7 separate regions of the Mus musculus genome follow, and regions 2, 3, 4, 5, 6 and 7 are each linked to region 1. The links are chromatin contacts, called in public HiChIP or PLAC-seq and promoter capture Hi-C maps. All regions are on one chromosome and are shown on one strand. The core of a region is the stretch at or near the end of the contact, and the rest is flanking DNA. Distances in the headings are between cores, read along the strand shown.

Evidence for each region. Promoter capture Hi-C pulls out the DNA fragments that hold promoters and counts their contacts. HiChIP or PLAC-seq counts read pairs in DNA pulled down with a chosen protein or histone mark. Capture Hi-C pulls out chosen DNA fragments and counts their contacts.
Region 2: a promoter capture Hi-C map of adipose tissue shows a contact between it and region 1. The contact joins the promoter of Ambra1 here to the promoter of Arfgap2 in region 1. A contact is called at or near these places in 2 of 39 promoter capture datasets (liver and maxillary cranial neural crest), 1 of 484 Hi-C or Micro-C datasets (CD8 T cells) and 2 of 9 other capture datasets (adipose tissue and liver).
Region 3: a promoter capture Hi-C map of liver shows a contact between it and region 1, with 3 times the contacts expected there. The contact joins the promoter of Mtch2 here to the promoter of Arfgap2 in region 1. A contact is called at or near these places in 16 of 39 promoter capture datasets (the 3T3-L1 cell line, 3T3-L1-derived adipocytes, the C10 cell line and 11 more), 4 of 484 Hi-C or Micro-C datasets (CD4 T cells, embryonic stem cells and natural killer cells), 4 of 115 datasets of contacts at active chromatin or transcription factors (astrocytes, effector CD8 T cells, embryonic stem cells and 1 more) and 2 of 9 other capture datasets (adipose tissue and liver).
Region 4: a promoter capture Hi-C map of stem cell-derived epiblast-like cells shows a contact between it and region 1, with 2.2 times the contacts expected there. The contact joins the enhancer-like site here to the promoter of Arfgap2 in region 1. A contact is called at or near these places in 10 of 39 promoter capture datasets (the C10 cell line, the HPC-7 cell line, cranial neural crest and 5 more), 5 of 484 Hi-C or Micro-C datasets (the AML12 cell line, cortical neurons, muscle stem cells and 2 more), 8 of 115 datasets of contacts at active chromatin or transcription factors (embryonic hindbrain, embryonic stem cells, epiblast stem cells and 4 more) and 4 of 9 other capture datasets (adipose tissue, embryonic stem cells, liver and 1 more).
Region 5: an H3K27ac HiChIP or PLAC-seq map of epiblast stem cells shows a contact between it and region 1, with 2.8 times the contacts expected there. The contact joins the promoter of Zfp408 here to the promoter of Arfgap2 in region 1. A contact is called at or near these places in 15 of 39 promoter capture datasets (the C10 cell line, the HPC-7 cell line, cranial neural crest and 7 more), 23 of 484 Hi-C or Micro-C datasets (the AML12 cell line, CD4 T cells, CD8 T cells and 13 more), 25 of 115 datasets of contacts at active chromatin or transcription factors (T-cell acute lymphoblastic leukemia, acute myeloid leukemia, astrocytes and 15 more) and 4 of 9 other capture datasets (adipose tissue, embryonic stem cells, liver and 1 more).
Region 6: a contact with region 1 is called in a promoter capture Hi-C map of embryonic stem cells, with 3 times the contacts expected there. The contact joins the enhancer-like site here to the promoter of Arfgap2 in region 1. A contact is called at or near these places in 25 of 39 promoter capture datasets (the 3T3-L1 cell line, 3T3-L1-derived adipocytes, the C10 cell line and 14 more), 4 of 484 Hi-C or Micro-C datasets (bone marrow-derived macrophages, cortical neurons, myocytes and 1 more), 10 of 115 datasets of contacts at active chromatin or transcription factors (bone marrow-derived macrophages, embryonic forebrain, embryonic limb bud and 5 more) and 3 of 9 other capture datasets (adipose tissue, embryonic stem cells and macrophages).
Region 7: a contact with region 1 is called in a promoter capture Hi-C map of adipose tissue. The contact joins the promoter of Ckap5 here to the promoter of Arfgap2 in region 1. A contact is called at or near these places in 20 of 39 promoter capture datasets (the 3T3-L1 cell line, the C10 cell line, the HPC-7 cell line and 12 more), 4 of 484 Hi-C or Micro-C datasets (B cells, bone marrow-derived macrophages, embryonic stem cells and 1 more), 25 of 115 datasets of contacts at active chromatin or transcription factors (the 230-238 cell line, acute myeloid leukemia, bone marrow-derived macrophages and 16 more) and 4 of 9 other capture datasets (adipose tissue, liver, macrophages and 1 more).

What each region holds. Positions count from the first base shown.
Region 1 is chr2:91,263,553-91,266,763 of GRCm38.p6, reverse strand. It overlaps Arfgap2 (ADP-ribosylation factor GTPase activating protein 2), which reads right to left and starts at 1,649. Exons shown (of 16, transcript NM_023854.2): 1 at 1,360-1,649; 2 at 1,074-1,192; 3 at 466-538. The coding sequence starts at 1,431. Pacsin3 (protein kinase C and casein kinase substrate in neurons 3) reads right to left here. Exons shown (of 11, transcript NM_001289678.1): 10 at 2,878-2,999; 11 at 2,084-2,573. The coding sequence ends at 2,458.
Region 2 is chr2:91,728,523-91,731,733 of GRCm38.p6, reverse strand. Ambra1 (autophagy/beclin 1 regulator 1) reads right to left here and starts at 1,596. Exons shown (of 18, transcript NM_172669.3): 1 at 1,355-1,596.
Region 3 is chr2:90,845,372-90,848,582 of GRCm38.p6, reverse strand. It overlaps Mtch2 (mitochondrial carrier 2), which reads right to left and starts at 1,428. Exons shown (of 13, transcript NM_019758.3): 1 at 1,198-1,428. The coding sequence starts at 1,284.
Region 4 is chr2:91,666,406-91,669,616 of GRCm38.p6, reverse strand. It overlaps Arhgap1 (Rho GTPase activating protein 1), which reads right to left. Exons shown (of 14, transcript NM_001359970.1): 6 at 1,289-1,420; 7 at 1,045-1,131; 8 at 790-888; 9 at 324-431; 10 at 156-232. Among named protein-coding and RNA genes, the nearest start is that of Arhgap1, 18 kb to the right of the region's middle. Within about 2 kb of position 1,641, at least 24 of the 459 cell types and tissues checked have an H3K27ac peak or open chromatin away from gene starts, as enhancers often do. A contact at or near this core is called in epiblast stem cells, olfactory sensory neurons and stem cell-derived epiblast-like cells, where this site is marked.
Region 5 is chr2:91,648,048-91,651,258 of GRCm38.p6, reverse strand. It overlaps Zfp408 (zinc finger protein 408), which reads left to right and starts at 1,468. Exons shown (of 5, transcript NM_001347175.2): 1 at 1,468-1,555; 2 at 1,834-2,108; 3 at 3,182-3,211. The coding sequence starts at 1,510. Arhgap1 (Rho GTPase activating protein 1) reads right to left here and starts at 1,141. Exons shown (of 14, transcript NM_001359970.1): 1 at 1,007-1,141.
Region 6 is chr2:91,566,668-91,569,878 of GRCm38.p6, reverse strand. Ckap5 (cytoskeleton associated protein 5) reads right to left here. Exons shown (of 44, transcript NM_001165989.2): 14 at 1,629-1,742; 15 at 1,132-1,242. Among named protein-coding and RNA genes, the nearest start is that of Snord67, 28 kb to the left of the region's middle. Within about 2 kb of position 1,563, at least 5 of the 459 cell types and tissues checked have an H3K27ac peak or open chromatin away from gene starts, as enhancers often do. A contact at or near this core is called in embryonic stem cells and stem cell-derived epiblast-like cells, where this site is marked.
Region 7 is chr2:91,525,318-91,528,528 of GRCm38.p6, reverse strand. It overlaps Ckap5 (cytoskeleton associated protein 5), which reads right to left and starts at 1,767. Exons shown (of 44, transcript NM_001165989.2): 1 at 1,679-1,767. It also overlaps the pseudogene Gm13770.

The sequences.
Region 1 (3,211 bases), core at 400-2,899:
TCCTCCAAAATTCCTCAAAAAACCCAAAAACCACCATGCCAGCCCCTCCCCGTAAGAGCAGGGAACAAGGTCTAGGGGACTGAAGAATGTATGTACTTCTCTGTTCAGCTATCCTCCCTCCAGGAGCCCACAAAACCCCAATGACTATGGAGACACTGCTACTGCCAGAGAGCACCTGTCTAGTTCAGTTTGTATTTCCTTTTTTTTTTCTTTTAATTAGGTATTTTCTTCATTTACATTTCAAATGCTATCCCAAAAGTCCCCCAAGCCCCCCCCCCCAGTTTGTATTTCATTAAGCCTCTTTGAAAGAAGCTGTTTAAATTTTTCTGAATTTAGAAAAGTGTGTGGCATGTTCCAGAGCTGCAAACTCTCGGAACAGAGAAACCAAACTCACTTTGAGAAATCAAGGAAAAGTTAAATACCCAGGCAGAAGGATGGGGGTGGAAGAAGGTAAAGGAACGTTACCGCATTGGCATTCCCGCCGACCTGCATACACCTCAGCTGCAACCAGCTCCAGTTCGAATCCAACTCTGTGGACCTGTGTACAAGGGCTGAGTGTCACCTTCCCTATCAAGACTAAACCTGTCATTCGGCCTCAGGCTTCTGTGGGTGTCCAGGAACCATCAGTCACTGTCCCATTTCCTCCTCTCTCCCCTGTATTTGAAATCATTGCGCTTCGCCTAATCCAAAGGGTACTAATTATTTCTGAAAAGGAGATCCGAAAGGAGGTCGACTTCTGAGAAATGCAGGCACGGGTTTGGCTCTTCTTAAAGTTTGGTCAAAGTCGCACTGGAGACCTACTGGGCCAATCTTTCTGCAATAACAAGGTCAATGCATCTAAGCTCTCCCCCAAACTGATGCTGAGTACCATGTTAACTGTGAAGAGAGAAGTCTACAGAGGTGGAACCCCCCGCCGCCCTCCGCCCGCAAGCCCCCGCTGTAGGCTACCAGAACTCCCGCCAGGAGAAATCCAAACATCAAATTCAGGAAGGTCCAAGTCCAGGCGCCCTCTCCCCGTCGCTGACCACGCACACAGCCCCCGTGGAGGCACAGCACCCTCACACAGAACCTACCTGATAAAGCTGAGATGGACACCCAAGGAGCGATGCACTCCGGAGCAGTCAATACACAAAAATACACCGTAAGTGATGCTGGCCCAACTAGGACTCTTGGCGCCACAATCGAAACAGGCCTAAGTGGAAAAGACGACAAGCGAACGGTTAGGGCCCAGAGTCGAGGCCCGGCGCTAGAAACCACAAGAAAGCCTCCAACCTCCGTCCTCGCCCTCCCTCAGACCCCAGGGGACAAGAGACGTCTTCTCCGCCGGCGTCAGGACCCGTACCCCGCCCGCTCAAGCACCTTGTTGGTGGGAATTGCGCGAAGTCTCTTAAAAATAGTCTGGATTTCGGTCTTGCTCGGGCTCGCCGCCATTTTCTCTCCTTCCCAGACACAACCGCGACCGACAGGTCCCGGCGCGGGCCAATCCTCGGCGGCGAAGGCAGGCTCACCGCGCCGGTCACGACAGGGCCCCGACCCGCCTACGAGTGGAGTGATTCGACCAGATCTGGGCCAATGAACGTCGGGCGGGGCTGAAACATGACGTTAGCAGCCGGGAGCTCCACCACGGGCCTGAGAGTGAACGCCGCGCTGCGCCTGGCCAATCCGCAGCCCGAGCGGGCGACGGCTCGTGGACTGGCCCAAACTTCCTCACGAGTTCCTGCTGGACCCGGGTACCCTACGTACCGCTCGACCACTGGCTGTAGGCGTCAGGCAGAGAGCCATGGTAACAGACTCTGTGATGGACGAGTAATGATTAACAATCTCCCAAGTGCTCATAGCCCCATCCGGAAGGCATTGGCAGGGCTCCAGCTCAGCTCACAATCCAGCAACTGGCCTAGAGCAGAGGCCAGCACACAACAACCTTGATCACCAAGTCCCTTCCAGTCCAGATTGCACTCCTGAAATTCCGGGGCAGATACCAGGAGGCAACTGCCTGCCCAATCCCAGTTCCATAACACATGGCACGCCCACGGGCCGACCCCGTGCCTCCCACCAGCAAGAGTAGGCTATCAAAAGACGCTCACAACACTTGATGGGGTTTTTATTCTTAATCAAATTTAATGCACACTACAAGTCACAAAAGAAGGTGCTGCCAGCCTCAAACTACATTCTCCCCAACCTCACCCCAGGAACTCCTAAACAGTTTAGGAGCTGGATCCTCCCACTCTGGGATGACCCAAATGTTCCCGAGGAGGCTCGGGCACCTCTCGACCCTCCATCATTCCAACCTCCAACTCTAGACACAGACCCCTGCCCTTCATGGGCCCTGAGACTTCCTCCTGTGGGAAAAGAGAGACAGCAGCAGCACATGGTTCAGGGCCTTCAGGTCCAGCAGTCCAGGAAGGGTTAAGCTCTGGCCCAGGTCAGAGAGACGCCTTGGTAGGGCTGTCAGGGCACTCAGGCGCCCACACATTCTACGTAATTGGCAGGGTACAGACCAATGCGGCCACTCTGCAGCTGGCCCTGGCACCAGCCCTGCTCATCCTCCTCGCTCATCTTCAGCAACTCTTCCCCTGAAGAAAGACAAAACAGTCATTGCCCAAAGCACTGGCTTTACTGGTCTCAAAACTAGGTCATGGACTGGGGGATGGAATAGCACAAGGGCCGACAAACTGGAGGATACCCAACTCAGACCAGGATAGGACACAGCCAGGAAAAGCCACCCAACCTTAGACCCCAGGGAGGCAACTGTCAGGCTGCAGCTGGACCCTGAGCAGCCTGTGAGGATGGAGTCCCTGGCTTTCTTCGTCTACAGCCCTGCTCTAGCAAGTAGGACGGGGGCTGAAGTGGGAAGGACCATGAAAGGGCCCAGCATACCTGCTCGGAAGCTCAGCTCATCAGCCTCCTGGCCAGCATAGTCATAAAGCGCCCGTACCCTCACCCCAGTGGCAACTTTCCGGGGACTCTCCTCATCTGACCAGTCCTCGTCCTGCCCGCTACTAGAGAGGGGAACACAAGGGGCACAACTCAGGGCACAAGACCCACTGTATCCAGTACTCAAGACAAAGGGCTTGGCTGCTTGGCGGCGGGCAGGGAGGAGCCAAGTGAACAGCCATCCTGCTGCCACTCACTACTGTGGATACAGGTCTATCTCTGTGCACAGGACTGTTATACAGCCAAACTTCGAGAGACACCGGACCATGGAGCAAAT
Region 2 (3,211 bases), core at 347-2,846, 470 kb before region 1:
TCCAAGACTTTTTTTTAGGATCAAGACATTTGATTAAATGAAATTAACAAAAACACTTAGACCTTAAGGCCTTGAAAAAGAAAAGAGAGGGCTGGCGAGATGGGTCAGCGGGTAAGAGCACTGACTGCTCTTACAAAGGTCCTGAGTTCAAATCCCAGCAACCACATGGTGGCTCACAACCACCAGTAATGAGATCTGACACCCTCTTCTGGTGTGCCTGAAGACAGCTACAGTATACTTACATATAATAAATAAATCTTTAAAAAAAAAAGAGAGAAACAGTAAAGTTCACAAATGATTCATCTTCAATTATGTTTGAATAATTTCTACACAGACTTTTGAACTCTTGAATAAAATGACTAAATCACTAACCAAATAAAAAAAAGTTTCAAAAGAGATTCCTTGGATTCCCTCCTAGAAAAGACCTCCACAAGACAAGAACCTGAATTCAAAGTCTTAACCATCTTAAGCATCTTCCATCTTGCACTAAGTACTTAACACCATAGCAGAAAGTTTCAGAACAAGCTGAAGAGTGGAATCAGTATTAATCAGAAGTAAAGTGGAAGTAAACAAATTATTTATGAGTAAACAAAACTAAACTATCCTTACTACTTTTGCTAAAACGATACAAACTTCGAAAAAGCAAACCCAGTCAAAAACATCACTTGCTCCCTTAATGTCTGAAGCCTCCAGTAACACAATATATGTTTCTAAGAAAGAAGAGTTCCAAAAAGTCAAATGAGAGACTGTTAAGTAAAAAGTGACCAGTAAAATGGGAGAATTGTGAACTGTTAAAGACAAAAAAAAAAAAAAAAAAAAAAAAAAAAGAACCTTACAGCACATTTAATGATCTGTCGAGGTCACAGGGAAAAGTCACGTCCCCTACCTCAGCCTCGGTTTCCCTACCCCAAAAGACTATAAGTGATATTTCGTTCCTAGGAGCTGGAGGGCCTAGTTTCAATAGCCTCCACCTACTCAAAAGGGCACTCCGAGGCTGAACTCAGTAGGGGTCCCCAGTGCAACTGAGCATGACATCCGGAACCGGAGTTGTAGGAAAGGAGAAAGGGAATAGGGTCTAAGAAAGCCAAGTTCCTACAATCTAGGGGTGACGACACGCGTCCAGGACCCGACATCCCCTCTCTACGGAACCCGGCCGGCAGCTTCAGCATCTCTCCCTCCTTCCGGCTTCTCGCTCAGTTCCGGGCCGCCCTCCGGCCGCGCCCCCGGGCGCAACCCCCTTCACAACGCGCACCCCGGCGGGCCGCGCGCTCGCCCACCGGCCGGCGCTAAGGTCTCCTCCTGCCTTGGGCGGAAGGATGCGGGACCGGGCCTCCCAGGCTCCTCCCGGGCCTACCTGCGAGGAGAGTGAGAGCTCGGCCCGAAAGCCAGCGAGCGCACGGAGCCACGGACGGAAGGCGGGGAGAGGCCGAAGAAAGCGAGGGGTCCGCTCGACCGACCAGCGGAAGAAAGCGGCCAGAGCCCGGGGCCTCCGGGATAACTCAGTCCAGGACCTGGCACAGCCGCCGCCGCTCCGGAGACATCAACCAAGAAGACGCCGCAAAAGATCATCGAACACACGAACGCCCAGACATCAAAGGAAGAGCGCCCCAGCAATCGTTCAAGGCACTGCAGCCGAGTGCCGAAACATTGCTCAGCTCCTGCTGCAAATCCGGCTGCCTTCCTAGGCATAAATAAACAAATCCAGATCATTAAACTATAGCGTAGAGTAGGCTGGGATTCTGCCATTTTCTGTTGGTGACAGAGTGTTAAAGTAATTTAGAGAACTAAATTTTTGAGACAGGAGCACGCTTGTAATCCCTGCTTTTTTTTTTTTTTCCTGGTACTTTTTTTTTTTATTACGTATTTTCCTCAATTACATTTCCAATGCTATCCCAAAAGTCCCCCACACCCTCCCCCCGTAGTCCCTGCATTTTAGGAAAGGAGGCATGAGGATTTGGAGTTCAAAGTCATAGTCAGTTAAGCACAAGGCCAAACTGGACTATATGAGACCTTGGTGGTTTTTTTTTTTTGTTGTTTTTTTGTTTTTTTTTTTTTTTTTTTTTTTTTTTTTGGTTGGTTGGTTGGTTTGGCTAGGTTTTGGTTTTTGTTTTGTTTTTTGAGTGTGTGGTTTTCGAGACAGGGTTTCCCAAGTGCTGGGATTAAAGGCATGCGCCACCAAAGACCTTGTTTTAAGTGAAAAAGGAATTAGCCTTTTGTGAGCACATTGATTGAAGATAAATCATAGCAGAATAAAGCTCGTCTTAATAGTTCAACGACTGCCGTACACTTAGAGACTTCTCACACTACTTGTCCCAGTTGAACAAATGACTTTACCACTTTATTCTTGGTTTCCCCTCAGAGCTGAAGAACAATCGCTATGAATGCTCCAGGTCAGCTTTAGAAGAATATCCAAGAGAAAATGGCACACCTTAATGTGGGAAGGGAAAGTTCCTGTACCTTGTTTTTAAATTTTTATTCTTTGGTTTTGTTTTGCCAGACAAGGCTTCTCTCTGTGTACCCTTGGCTGTCCTGGAACTGGTTCTGTAGACCAGGCTGACCTCCAACTCACAAAGATTTGCCTGCCTCTGCCTCCGGAGTGCTGGGATTAAAGGTGAACACCACAACCTCCCAGCCTATTCTATTCTTTCTCAAAAAAAAAACCACTTACTTCTCTTTTATTTTCTTCCAAGGATCTAAAGCCACAGTCCACAGTGTGCTTTTAGTTAGCTTCGTAGCTAGTTCACTAAATAGTTTTTAGAGACAGGATTTTGTGTGGCACACACACTGGTCTTGAACTCTGTGTATCCAAGAATGGCTTTGAAATTCTGATGTGCTTGCCTTCCTGTTCCACATTTGCAGTGTGCCTGAGGGAGTGTGAGAGACTGCAGTGGAGGCTCACACTCTATAGCTTGGCTGGCTTGGAACTCACTATGAAGCCCACGCTGACCTCAAGCTCACAGCAATCCTTTTGCCTCAAGCTAGTTGAGTGCTGGGATTATAAGCAACCATGCCTGGCTTTTTTTTTTTTTTAAACAGAATCTCACTATGTAATCCATATTACTTCAAAGTCTATCTTCCTCCCTCTGCCTCCTACTTGTTGGAATTACAGGCTTTTACAGACATATTTGATTTGTAGCTGATCCTAACTGTACTGGCCAAACTCCATACTGTACAATCAGTACATTTTATTTCTAGATATTTTTCATGTGAT
Region 3 (3,211 bases), core at 179-2,678, 420 kb after region 1:
GGCAACGCACGAGGTATTGTGAAATCAGAATTTAGGATATTGGATTGTTGAGGCAAAAACACTGAATGTCACTAAAATCACTGTTCTTTGAGAACTATTGAGTAGTGAGTTCATACGTGTACTGCGAAATACTGTCAATTCTGTTCTAGACACAGATTTCACTCTGCGCTTCAACATCTACACTTATATTAGTCAACTTAGCAACAATTTGTATGAAGAACAATTTAAAAATGAAGTCCATTCTAGAGTCTTGCTTTTTTTTTTTTCTCTTTTCAGAATGGTAAACATTGAGGACAGGGATTCTAAAGCCTGCTTCCTTCCAGGACACACAATGCATGAGGTATGGCAATCCTCAATAAATGCTTAAAAATGGCCCTGATCAGCACAGGGAAAGTTAGAAGAGCAATTGAAAATACTATCACCAGCTAAAAGTAGGCCTCCTTACCCATGAATATAAATGACCACTTTAGAAATATTTTATAGCAGATTGGCAAGGGAGGCAAGAGAGACATCCGGGGTTTGATGTTACATTTAAACTCGCTAAAGTGTTTAAACAGAACTGATTTCCAGCTCTAACCAACGTGATTTTCATTGTCATGAACCACATGGGTTACTGTGAAAGCGCTCAATGGATCCTCAGGAAATCTGATTTCATTATCACTTCTCAATGCGCTCCTTGTGTATATCCGGGTATCTGGTGTTAAAATCTCTGAACGGGAATAGAAGTAGAAACAGCAAATAGAAAAACCGAGTAAGAACAATAAGATGTTGGCTTTCCTAGAATTTTAAATTTGCCCATAGATGAGTTATTTCACGTCTCGAGTTTGAGATATTTCGCTGAGGAGGAGTGAACGAGGTGAGGTGAACGCCAGTATCAGAGGGGCGACAAGAAAAGGGTTGGGAAGCCCTCGGTGGCAACCGGCCAGGATCAGGGAAAGGAAAAACAAAGTTGAGAAGAGTCACCGGCCAGGGAAGGCAAGGGTGGCAGTTGGCTGCAGAAAGGGAGCCGGCCTGCCCGGGGCGAGCCTCGGGATGTCTCCGAGAGGGGCGCGAGGCCGTGGAAGTTGTTCCTGAGGGGAGAGAAGGGCAGCATCTCGAGAGGGTGAAGGCCTGGGACGCAGAGCCAACCCAAAGGCGCAGAGGGCGGTGGCGACCTGACAGGACGCGGGCGGGGAAGGAAAGGGCGACGACTCATACCTGGATGAGCACTTTCACGTACATGAGCGGCTGGGACAGGATGGTGAGACCGGAGCCCAGGAGCACCTGACTGGCCGCGTCCGCCATGATGGCACCCGCGGACGGACGGACAGACGGAGTCACCAAGCGACACAGCCGGTTCCAGATCACGTGTCGGGGGCGCCGGCTTCACTGGCCCGCCCGCGGCGCGCCGCCCGCTTAGGCTCCGCCCACCGGCCCGCCCAAAGAAACGGCAGGCGCTCGCGAGGGGCCGCCTGGGGCGGGGCTTGTGGGAGGGACGCGCATGCGTCTGGGCGTGGGCTCCTCGCGCCTCTAGGAAAGGCGATTTCTCTTGCGCCTGCGCAAGCCGGAAGTGTCCGGAAGGAGTAGGGAGGGAATGGTAATGATGGGGTGGTGGTGGGGTGACCCTGACGGCAAAGGCAAGGTCAGCGGACTAACAACTGGAAGAACTGAGTTATACTCCTATCCTCTTTCAGGCTTTGACGACGTAAAGTTTGATGGTTGTTTTCCGTTAGAGTTGTCATGTCTAATGAACAACAGATCCTGTCTGGCTTAACAGTGAATTCTGCAGGTCCCTGATTTTGCGTTTACCATTAGCTCAGTGGTAGAGCACTTCCCGACATCCTTGCTTTCAGTCCTCAGTACTGGAAAGAAAAAGCAACTACAACAAAATGTGCCCCCTCGGGGTCAGATGTGGCGGCACAGACCCTTAATCCAGCACTTGGGAGGCAGAGGAATGTGGATATGTGAGTTCAAGGCTAATCTGGTTTACAAACTGGATACCCGGTAAACCAGGGTTACATGGTGACATACTGACCAAAAAAAAAAATTTTTTTTTCATGTCTTCTCTGACTACTCGAAATCCATTTTATCCGTATTTCCTACCCGTTGCCTTGTGACACCTGTCACTGGGAAATTGTCTTTGACAGTTGAGAGTGTCAACTCTGGGTTCAGGAACCGAGATGGCCTTTGTACACTATTTTCCCCCAGTGCCTGGCATGTACCAGTGCTCAAGATTTATTAAAGCTCAGTGCCAATCGGGCTACCCAGGCTGTTAGAGGCAAAATGAAGAAAAGGCATTGCTCCAGCTCTGGCCCCTTTGTTCTGTAGCAGACACCACTTAGTGCAAGCACTTAGTGTGTACTGCTGAGAATGAACAAGGAACCGAGTTTGGAATCTGGCTTTCCTTTTGGATCCATGTGTCACTTTCCTTTTTAAATTTTTTAGTGTTTGTATCTAAATATAAGGACAATGCAACTAACTCAGTGTATTTTTATGAACATTAAGTGAAACTGTATATATGGAGTTTTTGAGAAATTGGCTGAAATACAGAAGTTAGTCCTAATATGGCCTTCTATTCAGCCCAGAACTAGCTGATATTGGGAGGCAGTTTGTAGGTCAGGCACACGGGCTTTGAAGTCCAATGGGCCTCATCCAAAGTCTACCTCTGCCAGTTACAGTGTGACCTTATATAGGTCATCCCAACTCTTCAAAACTTTTAAGCAAATAAGTATAATAATATCCACTTCAAAACATTATCTCAAAGCAATATGGACCTAGCCTGGCATACACAACAAAAATGCAATAGTAAATGGTAGCTTTTTATTCTAAAAAAATTACATGTTGCTCTTAATTAAACACAGTTCTCAACATGACTTAGAAACAGCAAGACCATTAAGAAGGGTATTTGTGCATGGGTGGTGAAGGAAAAAAAATTCTATTTGCCTGTGAGCAATGAGAGGCTCAGAATGTCGCGGGGCTGAAGGGTTGGGCACCTGAGGATGTCCCACCACATTCCTAATGGTTCATGGCAAAAGCTACCCATGACGTTATGGGACAGAGAACTGGAGTCGGAATTATAAGTAAAGGAAGAGCACAGTTCAAACGGGCCATTTGTAAAGATGTGATATGAATGACAATCCCTGATAAGAGTTCAGTGTGGTGACCCTAGAATGGGTTACTTAGTAACTTATATTCAAGCTAGGAGGATAAGAAAAGTCAAAGGTGGGGAGGG
Region 4 (3,211 bases), core at 392-2,891, 400 kb before region 1:
CTGGGGGATGGAGCTCCTCCCTACCCTATCAGTCTTGGAGTTCCAAGAAGGGTCATTGGGAGCGCACTTCTCTATGCCCTGCCCAGAGTTTCTCAAGGGCAGCTGGGTGACGAGGTGGCTTGGCTTCAGCAGGCCTTGGACTGCATGGCACTCACCGTGAGCCTGCAAGTAGGCGACGGTCTCCCTGAGGACAATGGGAATGGGGTCCTGGCCTGGGCTTTTCTCCTGGAGGCTGAGGGAGCAAAGAGGTGAGCTGGGGTTCTGCATACTGGTCCACCCCCACCCCACCCCCAGCCTGACATGCCTGGCTTTAGCATACTCACTGCTGTAAGGAGACCCCAAACTGCTGATTGGGCAGGGGGGGCCGTGGTGGCATGGGCTTGGGAGCTGTTGCAGGGCTTTTCTGTGTGGATTTGAGGAAGTCATCATACCTAGGGGAGCAGATGGAACAAGGGTCAGGCCCCCCGGCTCTGTAGTCTTGTAGCCAACTTTATCAAGTCTTCACTGTGTGATTTTACACGCATTATTTCCTATGTCCTCAAAATAGTCCCACTTGATGTAACGCAGCAAAAAACACTCTAAAGAGATTTAGTCAACAGCTTGTGACAGAAATGGGGTTCCATCTATCTCTGGATCTTGACACTGCCTTTCTCCAGTTTCCCCAGACTCCTGACTCCCACCCAGGTTACTCTGCCTCCCAAACAACACAAGCACACAGCTGACCAGTGGACCCACAAGTCCCCCCTTCCCCCTGCGCACCCAGCTCTCGGGCCCACCCTGCTGTCTCACTTGAGCACTTGGCGAGGGATCCCCAACTGCTCCAGCTTCACGTGCTCGCTCAGCTCACTCAGGTAATTCACGTAGAAGATCTTCCGTCCAAACTTGAAACTGGAGGTAAAAAGAAGGATCTGGGTCAGGCTGGGTCTCACGGCAGGCCTTGGCCCTCCCTGCAGACAGGCTCACCCCAAGCTGGCCACCCTGGCCATCTGCCTGCTGTGTGAGGGGTACATGAAAAACTCAGTGGTCCACCTGTGGCCTGCTCACCTGATGAGAGGCTTAAAGAGGATAAGCAGAGTTTTGATGAACATGGTTGGGTGCACGATGTACAGAGCCTTGATGTTCTTCTTGTACCTGCAGGCCAAGTAGGAAGCTTGTGAATGGTGGAGGAAGGGGCAGAGCTGTTGGGGTCCTGCCTCCATTGATAAGGAGTAAGTTCCTGACTAAGAGAACCACCCAGAGCTCAGAGTTAGCCACCCTAGGCTCAGCCCATCCCTATGTCCCAACCCACTTGCGGTCAAACTCTCGGTAGGCATCCCGTAGCCAGCTGAGGGAGGGCTTGTTGTCACTGGTCAGGCCATGGTGCAGGTACAGGAGTGTGTAGTCACTCTCCACATACTGGTCCAATGTGTGTTTCAAATACCTTCAAGAGAAATGTCCAGGACTGGGGTTGTGGCTCTATGGTAGAGCAGTGTGTGAGCTACAAGTTTAATACCTAACATCATACACAACCTAGCATGTGTGAGCTACAAGCTTAATACCTAACATCATACACACAAAAGACCTGCTCAGACCTGCCCTCTGCACAACAGGTGTGGCCTGTTACCATAGAAACCAGTGCTTGCATCAAGGCTTCCTTCTCCTCAAACCCTCCCTGCTATCATTTGGCTATGTAATCCACAGCCGCTTTCCAGGAAGGAGGTAGAGGGTGGGCCTAAGGCAGAAGTGAGTATGCAAAAGCCCTCATTGTGAGCAGCAGCAGCAGCAGTCAGGGGCCCTGAGCTGCAGACCGGGCTGTGTAAGCACAGTTGACAGGGTTTGACATTGGAATCTCCATGAGGCAGTAACAAGCACAGTCACTGATATTGGAAAAAAGCTTTCAGTGTTTGCCAAGTACCTCTAATACCTCATTCTTCCCTCGGAACAACTGAGGCTAAAGTTAACACATCTTACTAATGAGGGCAATCTGCAGAGGTCAAGTGCTTAGCCAAGGTTTCAGCTGTGGTAGGACCTAGTAGTGAAGTGACCAACTCCAAGACTGCACTCTAGACCTTGGAACAGTTCTGCCTATTTTATATGATCTGTGGTACAGTTTATAAAATACTGTGTTTATGAAAGGACATCAGGAAGACCAGAAGCTCAACTATTCCCATCCCTAGGCTCTTAATGGACCACAAAGCCATACGCCTCATGTTCCCTATGCTCACAGTAGGGTATGTACCCCCAACATACACACACACACACACACACACACACACACACACACACACACATACTCACATTGAGCACACTGGAAAGTTTGGAAGTAATGAACAATAGGGAGGGGGAAGAGCCTAGGGTAAGACCTCTTAGAAGACAGATAATCAATCAGCTCCTTGGCTCTAGTAGGGAAGCCAGTCTATGTTGGACAGGCACAATGCTAAAAACATCCAAAAGGAGGGAAGTCTGAGAGAGTGCCCAGTGGCTTGACTACCGACCTGCCCTAGAGTCAGAGGCCTAATGACTAGTCCCCGGGTGCAGAGCTGGACCAGCACAGGTAGGCAGGGCATATGTGTACTAATGCTAGATGACCAGATTCTGACCAGTATTAGACCAAGAATACTTGAGCCCTTATTCACACTTCCACACCGGAAGTTTACAAAGGGCAAAGGGCTGTCACATAAAACGATGGCATTTGCATTTAGGAAAGGAGCAAAGATGACAGTAAAGTGGACGACACCCTCATCCATGGATACATGCAGTAACCTTTGTGTGCAATAAAGAGATGCCTATCAGAAGCTGGGCAGCGCACCCCATCTCTGATCACAGAAAAGCATGTTGAGGACTCTTTCCTGAGGAAACAGAGGAGTAGAAGCATTCTTGTAGGAGACTGTTCATTCCAGAGTTTTATTACGGAAAAAACAACAACTAAGTAGCCAGCAAATTGTCCAGTATCAGGAGACTGGCTCAATAAATCATGGGACATCTATAAATAGACTATCTCACAGGATGCTTCTACAGGCAGGGCTAAGCTGTGAAGTCAGGCATCACAACAGCGGTCAGCCCTGAGGCAGACACTGGAAGAGCCAATTGGAAGTGGGGTGCGGATGGGGTGACACTGATAGGTATGGAGTTGCTGTTTTATTTTGTATGTAGGTTTTTCTGAAAAAAGGTCGCACTCTGTAGCTCAGGACATGCCAGGAACTCAAAATCCTCCTTCATAAGCTTCCCAAGT
Region 5 (3,211 bases), core at 219-2,718, 380 kb before region 1:
TGGTAGAGCGCTTTGCCTGCATACACAGGGTCTCTCCAGCACATGCGCGACAAGAGAGCGCGCGCGGGCACACACACACACCAAAGCAATTTATTCAGAGTGATGCACATAGCACCAGAGTTTATTCAGAGTCTTCACATAGCAGACTGTCATTAGCTGAATGAATGAATGAATGAATTTCATAAGTGGAGAAGGAAACGGATATTTGTACTATGAACTGGGCACAAATTCACCTCACAACTGCACTAGTAGTTCAGCATATGCTATAAAAACCATTTTACAGTTTGAACAAAAAGCGGGGGGAGGGAGGGAGGGAGCAAACTGCTACAGATCATAGAACCCAGACGCAGGATTTTAACCCACAAGTTCCAGTTTGAGGTGTTCTCTAGGTTAAAGTCAACCCCCTCAACAGTGATCTTAAGTGACTGTCGGTCACAAAGTTCACTGGGATCCAAGAGGCGCCACGAAAGGGCAGCCAGACTTCTCAGGGCAAACTGAAGTCACAGTACTTGCTGGTGCTGGAATCAGACTGTTTTGTGACTTTGGAAAAACCCAAATCCTACAAGGCTGCAACTCTAAACTATAATCATGTTTGCATAGAGTCCGAAAACAAACAACGAATGGAGTGTATTTCGTTTCACAAGAAAGTGAGATGAAAGCACGGCCTATCAAGTGACAAGGTGGATCACTTCCCCTGATTTCTAGCTCTCAGTGCTATGCCAGATCTGATCAGGACGACTTCTCCCTCCCTCCCACCGGCTTGCTCTGGCTTGGCCTATGCCTTGCAGAGGGAGGGCAGGAACAAGTCAGAGAAAGTGGCTGTCTTCTCATTGCAGGCGCCGAAATGGGAAAAATCCCGGCAGCGAAGAGACCCAGGCCCTCGGGCCCAATTCCACTCCCGACCCACTGCCTCGGATTTTCCCCTTTCCGACCCAATTCCTTCCGTTGACCAGAGCAGCTCTTCCCCACCACCACGCCCAAAGAGACCCCGCGCTCCGCAGCTCACCTCGTTCCGGCAATGCTTCCTCTGCCACGCCTGTCAAAGCTCGGCAAACATCCGGCTCCGAGATGGGAATGGGAACCGCCCCCTCGGGGGCCCCCAGCTCCCCAACCACTTCCGCCATTTCTTCTACCTACTTCCGGCTTGCTGCCCGGACCAAACAAGGCTTTCTTGGTGCTCCGCCCACTTCCGGCAATCACCTGACAAAATGTGAGGTTAATTAGCCGAGCTGTCCGACTCGCCGCTACCTAAAGTGAGTGAGTTGGGTTCCGCTTTTCCAGATGCAGGAAACTAGCGGGCCTCTGAAATCCTAGGTTCGTATCGCCCATCGGACAGGGTTTTATCTGTCAAGTACTTCCAAACTCCCAGGTCCATCCTTCAATGATGCCTAACCACCCGGATTCTTCCTTGAGCTTAAATTTGAAAATCAAGGACTGTTTCCGGGAGGAACCGGGACAAAAACGCTCACTTCCGGTAGAGGGGAGTGGCGAGAGAATCTCTGTCCCACGATGAAGGAGGTGGAGGAGGTGATCTTGGGGAAAATAGAGCCGCACCGTGAGTGACCTGCGATGTCTGCGACCCTCAGCCCTGGACTAGATGGCCACAGCGTTTTTCTAGTCAGCGCATTCCCTTACATCCCTTTTTCTCTTGAGCCTGGGATCCTGCTCCGGTGCCCTAAGAGACTAGACTCCCTCCCAACCATTCAAGGGCCCTACTAACTAGAACCTTGCTAATCCCTCGGACTCTTGGGTCATAGCTGACCCTGTACCTCTCTTTCCCCAACCCCACGCCTTCATGGACCACTCCTTTACTGCCTTCCCGTCTCCCTGCAGCCCCAGAGCCACCCCTGGGCCAGGATTCAGGATGGAGCCCTTCCGGAAAAGGCTTTGCTCCGGGCCTCAAAGCCTGCCCGCCGGGTACGAGCCCTGCCATCCTTGTTCTAAGGAGCCTCCCCCAGGGCTTGGCCGTGGGCCCCTCGAGATCCAGGAATCAGCACTTGGGGGTCTGGTGTGTAGGAGCACCCCTGCAGCCCGGCCTGCATTGGGGACCTCTGGAAGATGAGTCCGTCCTGGAGAAGGGCGAGGGAATGAAGACACCGCACGAGGAGGTATTGAGGAGTCGGACATCTGTCTGAAAGTTTGGGGGAGGTTCAGACATTTCCGGACAGCTCTTCCAGTTTGTTAGAAGCAGGATATTTTCAAACTCGAGAAATAATTGTCCCTTCATTGCAGCGCTGTCTTGCTCTACCTAAGCAGCAGTAACTAAAGCAGATGCAAAGAAGTTGTGAGAACCTGAATTCCTACTGTGTTGGCAGAGACAAAGGTCAGAAGCTAAGGTTACCAGGATCAGATTCAAACCTGTTAACTAGTTAGCTAAATTACACACCTAATATTACTCACCTGTAAAAGAAAGTTGTGGCTGTTACCGAGATCCTTTGGAAGACCAGAGGACACGATGCAAGCCAAATACGCCTGTGCTTTGTAAGCATTAGTAAGGATTGTTTAAAAGTATTGGTGCTCTTGCAGCGTTTTCTGTTTGGTATTTGCTGAAAGGCTGTGCTGTTTAGAGCTTTCCACACCTTTAAGGAGAGGTGAGTGGACTCTCTGGTCTTCACTGACTGAAGATATAAAACAGCACCATAGAACTGGGCGCGGTGGCACACGCCTTTAATCCCAGCACTGGGTGGGAGGGGGGCGGGGGGAGGCAGACGCAGAGGCAGGCGGATTTCTGAGTTCGAGGCCAGCTTGGTCTACAGAGTTAGTGCCAGGACAACCAGGGCTACACAGAGAAACCATGTCTTGAAAAACCAAAAAAAAAAAAAAAAAAAAAAAACAAACCACACAGCACCATAGTGTAGAGGCAACCTCAGAGGCTGCTGCTAGCCTTAGAGTTTCATCTTATGAAAAAAAAAAGTGGGGGAGGAGTTGGGGAGTGGTGCATGTCTTTAATCCTAGCACTAGGGAGGCAGAGGCAGGAAGATCTCTGAGTTCGAGACCAGCCCGGTCTACAGAGTGAGTTCCAGGACAACCCTGTTTCAAAAACAATCAAAAAAAAATCCCAAAAGTTTCAGCTTAGCTTTGCCCCAGAAAGGTTGTGCCCAGATTTGCTTTGCTTTTGTTTTGCTGTCTGCCCCTCACTCCTCGCAGGCACGGGGAAAGGGATCTCATTGTTTTATTCTAGGACTTCTCGTTAGCCCCGTGCGGAGCCATC
Region 6 (3,211 bases), core at 314-2,813, 300 kb before region 1:
ACAAAGTCTCTCTACATACCCATGGCTATCTTGGAACTTACATTGTAGATCAGGCTGGCATCAAACATAAAGAGTTCTTTTACCTGTTCTCCGATTTCCTAACCTTGCCTTAAACAAAAATTGGGTTAGTTTTTCTTTTTTTAAAGATAGGCTCTCACTATGTAAAATGAGGGTTTTCTTAAGTGGGAAGAGCCCCATTAGTCTTTATCTGTTGAGTGGGAAGATCTACCTTCAATCTGGGCCACATCTCCTTTTTTTAAAAAACATTTATTTATTTATCTCATGTATGTAAGTACATTGTCACTGTCTACAGACACACCAGAAGAGGGCATCAGATCCCCGTTTACAGATGGTTGTGAGCCACCATGTGGTTGCTGGGATTTGAACTCAGGACCTCTGGAAGAGCAGTCAGTGCTCTTAACTGCTGAGCCATCTCTCCAACCCCTGGGCCATATCTTCTGCTGACTGCTTTTGCTTTTGGCCTGCTTACACTCACTTTCATTGCCAAGTTCATTCCTTCACTCACCTTAAAGCCCACTTTGTGATTCTACCATATAGTGAAGACCAGCTGAAACATCCAGCCTTGTGGACTAAAGAACTGATAGCCATTGTTGGACCACAACTGGTAAGTGACTCTACTAAATCCCCTGTGTGTGTCTCCACAAAAATTCTATCATTTCTGTTCCTCTGAAGAACCCTGACCAATAAAATTTCAAAAGTTTGGACAGTTTCTCATACCAATATATAATGTGTTTTCCACAGATAAATCATGATGATAAAGTACAGAAATAGACAAAGATCATCTATTTTCCATGGCAAGATCTATTTGCTTATTACATTTATTAACAATTTTAAAAACTTAAAAATCTCCTAGGCCTTATAATTCACAATAAGAATTTGTAAGTAAGTCATTTTCTTGAAAAGTTACTAACTTTCATACTTAGAGAAGTCAGAATGAGGATGTTAAAAGATAAGCACTAAACAGCTACAAAACATAAACAGAAAGCTCAACCTCATCGTAAGTTTATATTATGAAACATTTACTAATTATAAAACTTAGCAATGAAGACAAATGTTAGTGTTGTGTCTACATAATCTAATTTTACACTCTGTTTCATCCTTGTTTTGTACCTTTTGGAATTCTTCCATACAGGCCAGCCTTTCCTTCCAGTTGCTGCTGTCTAGAAGCTGAATACAGGTTGGGGGAAGAACAGCTGAAGCTTTCTCTTCACATACTTCAATCTGCATGATATAGCACCATCAGAATTAGAGACGTTTTTAAAAAACAACATAAAAGAAACCCAGCTAAAACTAAAATAGCCTTACAGTAACTACAGCATTTGAGTCTGCAGTAGCTAAAAGATATGAATATATTGTATGGTTTTTTTGTTTGTATTTTGGTTTTCGAAGACAGGGTTTCTCTGTAGTCCTGGCTGTCCTGGAACTAACTCTGTAGACCAGGCTGGCCTTGAACACAGAAATCTGCCTGGCTCTGCCTCCCAATTAAAAGCATGCTGGGATTAAAGGCATGAGTCATCACTGCCCTGCAAATTTACTGTTATGTTAAAGAACTCAGGAAGACCTCCAATCCCCTTGGGGCCTTTATCTCTTTCCTGTGTAATACTTACTGAGAGTTCTGGCTCCACTATTTCTTTGGTCTCCAATCCTTTCTTATTCTTTGTCCCGGCACTTGCTGAGCCACCTGGTGCAGTTGTTTTACCTTTCTTAGATGGTCCACCAGCCTAAAAGAAAAATTTAAAACCACAAACTACTTACAATTTTATAAAAGCAATTTTTGTTTTGTTTTTACATATTTTGACTCTTAAAGATCTTATTAAAATGATATCACCTTAAAAGTAAACAAAAGTTTATTGTCCACAGAATTACCACAACATTGACCATCCATGGAATATTTGGCTAATTTGCAGGCTGCATATTAAAATTTTTGTTAATAAAACAATCGAAAACATGTAGCTGAGCAGGTACTAGGCAGAGAGGCAGAGAGGCAGAGAGGTAGAGACAGAGGGTCTGTGAGTTTAAGGTCAGCCTGGTCTACCCAAAAGAGTTTCAGGACAGCTAGGGCTACCCAGAGAAACCTCATCCCCCACAAACCAAACAACAACAACAACAAGATCCTGAGTGCAATTCCCAGTAACCATCTATAATGACATCTGATCCCCTTTTCAGGAATGCAGATATACACGAAGATAGAGCATTTGTGTATATATAAAATACATAAAAAATAATAAAACAAATGAAATAAAAATGATGAACTGGGGTCTAGCTGGAGAGATGGCTTAGTGCTTAAAAGCATTTGCTCCTCTTAAAGAGGACTGTTTCTCAGTTCCAAACAACCATATCAGAAGGATAATTGTCTCAAACTTCTGAACACCATTCTGGCCTCCATAGACAACCACCACCTCACATGCATACATAAAGTCTTTATAAAAAATAAACTGGAGCCTAGCAGTGGTGACACATTCCTTTAATCCTAGCACTCATGAGGCAAAGGCAGGATCTCTGAATTAGAGGACAGCATGGTGTACAGAGTTTCAAGACAACCAAGACTACTAGACAAAGAAGCCCTGTCTTGAAAAACAAAAATCTGGAGGGGTCAGGCACAGAAATACATGCTTTAATTCCAGCATTCAGGATGAGGCAGAGGGAGACTCAGTTGGATCTCTAAGTTGTAGGTCAGCCTAGTCTACATAGTTCCAGGACATTCAGGGCTATATAAAGAGACCCTGTCTCAAACAATGACAACAACAAAAAAAAAACCATCTGGAATTATACTATATTTACAGATTAATTTGAGATTAAAAGTTGGGTCTTCATTGCCTCTAATAGCACTATTTTTAAATCTTTATATTTATCGCTATTGTTCGTATGGGTGTACACCCACTCCAGAGCTCATGTGTGGAAGTCAGGCAACAAGCTTTGAGGGCCTGATTCTCTTCTTTCACCATGGGATCTAAGCACTGACCTCAGGTCACCAATACTGATGGCAAACATCTCTGATCTTTTATTCTGGGGGCTGAAGGATCATGGGATGGAGCAGACAGACACACTATTTGAAGGTCAGATGAAGACTTGAAGAATCAAGTTTTCCTTCCTTGGAGAGGAAGTCTTTATTTTCATCACATATGTCCTGGTGATCAGGTCATCAACCTTGGCTATGTAAATGAGCTATCTCTATAGTCTAAGCTGTAAA
Region 7 (3,211 bases), core at 518-3,017, 260 kb before region 1:
TGGCATATTGTAATGGAATACCTTTGCTTGCCACCTCCTTATGTGAACAGCATTAAAAACGTATGTAAAAATGTTGGGACCAGAGAGGAGGGTTAAATGGTAAGGGTGTTTTCTGCCAAGCCTGACAACTAAGGTTTGGTCCCCAGACCCACACGATAGACGTCAGGCAATTTGCCTGACACCAAGCATATGCACCCACTCACAAAAATAAACAAAAGGTCCTTAAAAATATGTATATGTATAGGTGTTTTGCCAGTGTGTATGTGTGTGTGTGTGTGTGTGTGTGTGTGTGTATCACGTATATGCAGCACCCATGGATGCCAGAAGTGGGCATCAGTCCCCATGGTCCTGAAGTTACAAACGGTTGTGGCTGCTGGGACTAGACCCAACTCCTTTGAAAAGCAACCATTGCCCCCTAAATACTGAGTCCTCTCTCCAGCCCCAGGTAAAAAAAAAAAGTAAAAGTTTTGTGTACAATTTTTTCATTACAGGCTTACTACAGTGATTTAACTTATATTGGAAAAAAAAAAGTTGATTTTGATTTTCTCTTTATTAAATCGTACTTGACCAGTCACTTTAGAAAAGTCTCAAATGACCATTAACTTGATTTATATTCTCGCTCTTTAGGTCACAGAAGATGTTTTCAGGGTGATGAAAATGGAGAAAAAATATTTCACCTTTCTAAAAATGAGTTTCCAGTTCTATAATTATGCATAATGTAATACAAGCATCCTATCTGGGCCAAGATTTAATGCCTTGGTTCCTAGGAGAATTAAGAGTCATGCATAAATTTGGGACAAGTTCTGCAAAAACCTCTACTGGTGCTGAATCAGAAACTCATTGTTAAGATTCATCAACAAGAATATATTCTTTTACACACAGCAGCCTCTCTGGCAACATCTCTTTCATCCTGCCCTCCGCAAGAAACAAAATGGGATGCATTCAATCTTGCATAGCAATTACCACGACTTTGGGCAGCTCTCTCAACAAGGATTTGCTAAGCGCTAAAAAGTGAGAATCTCATTCACCTAGCGGCAAGGCCTGGCTCACCTACCCTGCTGGCTATTGTACTGGTGCCGGAAACCTTCAGAGCTGCAAAATCCCTGAACTCTGCTGACACTTTCTGAGGGAGAAAACCAAGGGCGGGGCGGCGAATGAACAGCATCCTTACAAAATCATCACAGGTAGTGGACGCAGGGATGGAGGCAGGCCCAGGCACCAGGCTCTGGTCCCGGCTCGGAGGAGACAACTAGGCCCTTCACACCCACCACAGCCCTCCCGTGCTCTTGTTCATTCATTTAACAATTCCGCGAGGCGCACTCCTCCACCAAGGGCCTGCCGGCAGGGCCCCCGCCCCGGCCTCGGACAGCTCAGCCTTCAGGCGCGGCCCGGGGCCGCCAGCGAACCTCCGAAGCTGCAGCAGCTCCCCCGCCGCGTGCTCTGCTCACCTGAACCCCCAGCCCGGGTCACCAACACAAGCGAGCGCCCACGCCCCCCGCCCTGCCAGCCGCGGGCTCCCAGGCCTCCGCCCCGCTCCGCCGCCTCAGACCTGCCGGGTTCGCGAGAACGCGGAGGCGCGCGTCCGCGGGGGCCCCGCCCGCGGCCGTGGGTCCTCTAGCGCGCGCGACGCCGGGTCCCCAGGGTCCAGGCCGGCAGGTGAGACCCACTGCCCACTCACCTCTGCCGGGTCAGAACCGAGGGGCCTGCTCTAAGCCGTTTAAAACCGCTTGGGCCGCCGCACACCCCGCAGTGTCCTCGTTGTTCATTGGTCCTCGGAGAACCGCCTATCGCCCCTTTATTGGTCCGTTTGAAAGAGCTGTGGGCACGCGCCGCCTGCGGCCTTAAAGGGAACGCGCGCAGCTGTGTTTCCCAGGGCTGCGGGTCAGGTGCTTGTCACCCAGTGGCTGGAGGAATGGCTACCAAGGCTTCTGATAGAAGAGCGAAAGGTGTGTGGAAAACTCTGCATTTCCAGTCATGATCACGTTGCCTTTACCTACTGATGTTTAAACTGCTGTCAACATCTCCCTCCCACACCTTTTTTTTTTTTTTTTTTTTTTTTTGGAGAGCTTGCAATCATTCTGTGCTGAGAGGAAAGCAAGAGGCAACTGAGATGTAGTGGAAGGAGCCTCGAATGCTAAATTGTAGTCTTGGACTTCTTTTGAACAAATCACTTTTCTCAGTTGATCTGGACCTCTGTTTCTTTGTGTAGGAAATGGGATAATTATGTTTTCCTTACAAATTTAATGTAAATGTTTAAATTTCCTTACAAGTTTAAATTAAAGACCGTGGTGGCACACGCCTTTGATCCCATCTGAGGCAAACAAATCTCTGAATTTGAGGCCAACCTGGTCTACAGAGCCAGTTCCAGGACAGCCAGAAAAATCCTACCTCAAAAAACAAACCAACCAAACAAACAAACAAAAAATCAAATTTAATGTAAGGATTTAGTACAACAAGCTGAGAGTCTAGGAATGGCCTTTATGAACTACAAGATTTACTTCACAAATGCTTGTGCTTATGAAAAGGAGAGGATTCATTTGATGAAATATGATTGTCAAAAATCTATTTTACTACATTTCATTTATGTGCACTATGGGGTGTGGTACAAGGAAGTTCAAGGACAACTTGCTAAGCACCAGTCCTCTCCTTCCACAATATGGCTTCAGGAACTCAAATTCAGGTCCCCAGACTTGACAGCAAACACCTCTACCCATTAAGCCATCTTGCCTGCACTGTTTTAGTCTTTGAGACAAGGTTCCACTCTGTAGTCCAAGCTAACCTGGAACTGGCACATAGACCAGGATGCCTCAAATTTGTAGCATCATTCTACCTACACCTTCCAAGTACTGGGATTACAGACACGTGTATAACAATGATTTTTTTTTTTTACAAATTTAATGTGAGGATTTAATATAACAAGGCAGAGACAGACCGATCTTTGATTTCAAGGCCAGCCTGGTCTACAAAGCAAGTTCCAGGACTACACAGGGCTACACAGAGAAACCTTATCTTGAAAAACCAAAACCAACCTAAGAAACAAAGAAACAAACACCCAAGAGTTAGAGAAGAAAGATGTGAGTATGGTGGGTCTCACCTGTAATTTTAGCACTCTAGGGGTAGAGGCAAGAGTATGGGATTTGAGGCAAGCCTCAGCTATGTAGTGCATTGGAAGCCAGCCGGGGCTGTAGGATGTTGTCTCAGAACAAAGATT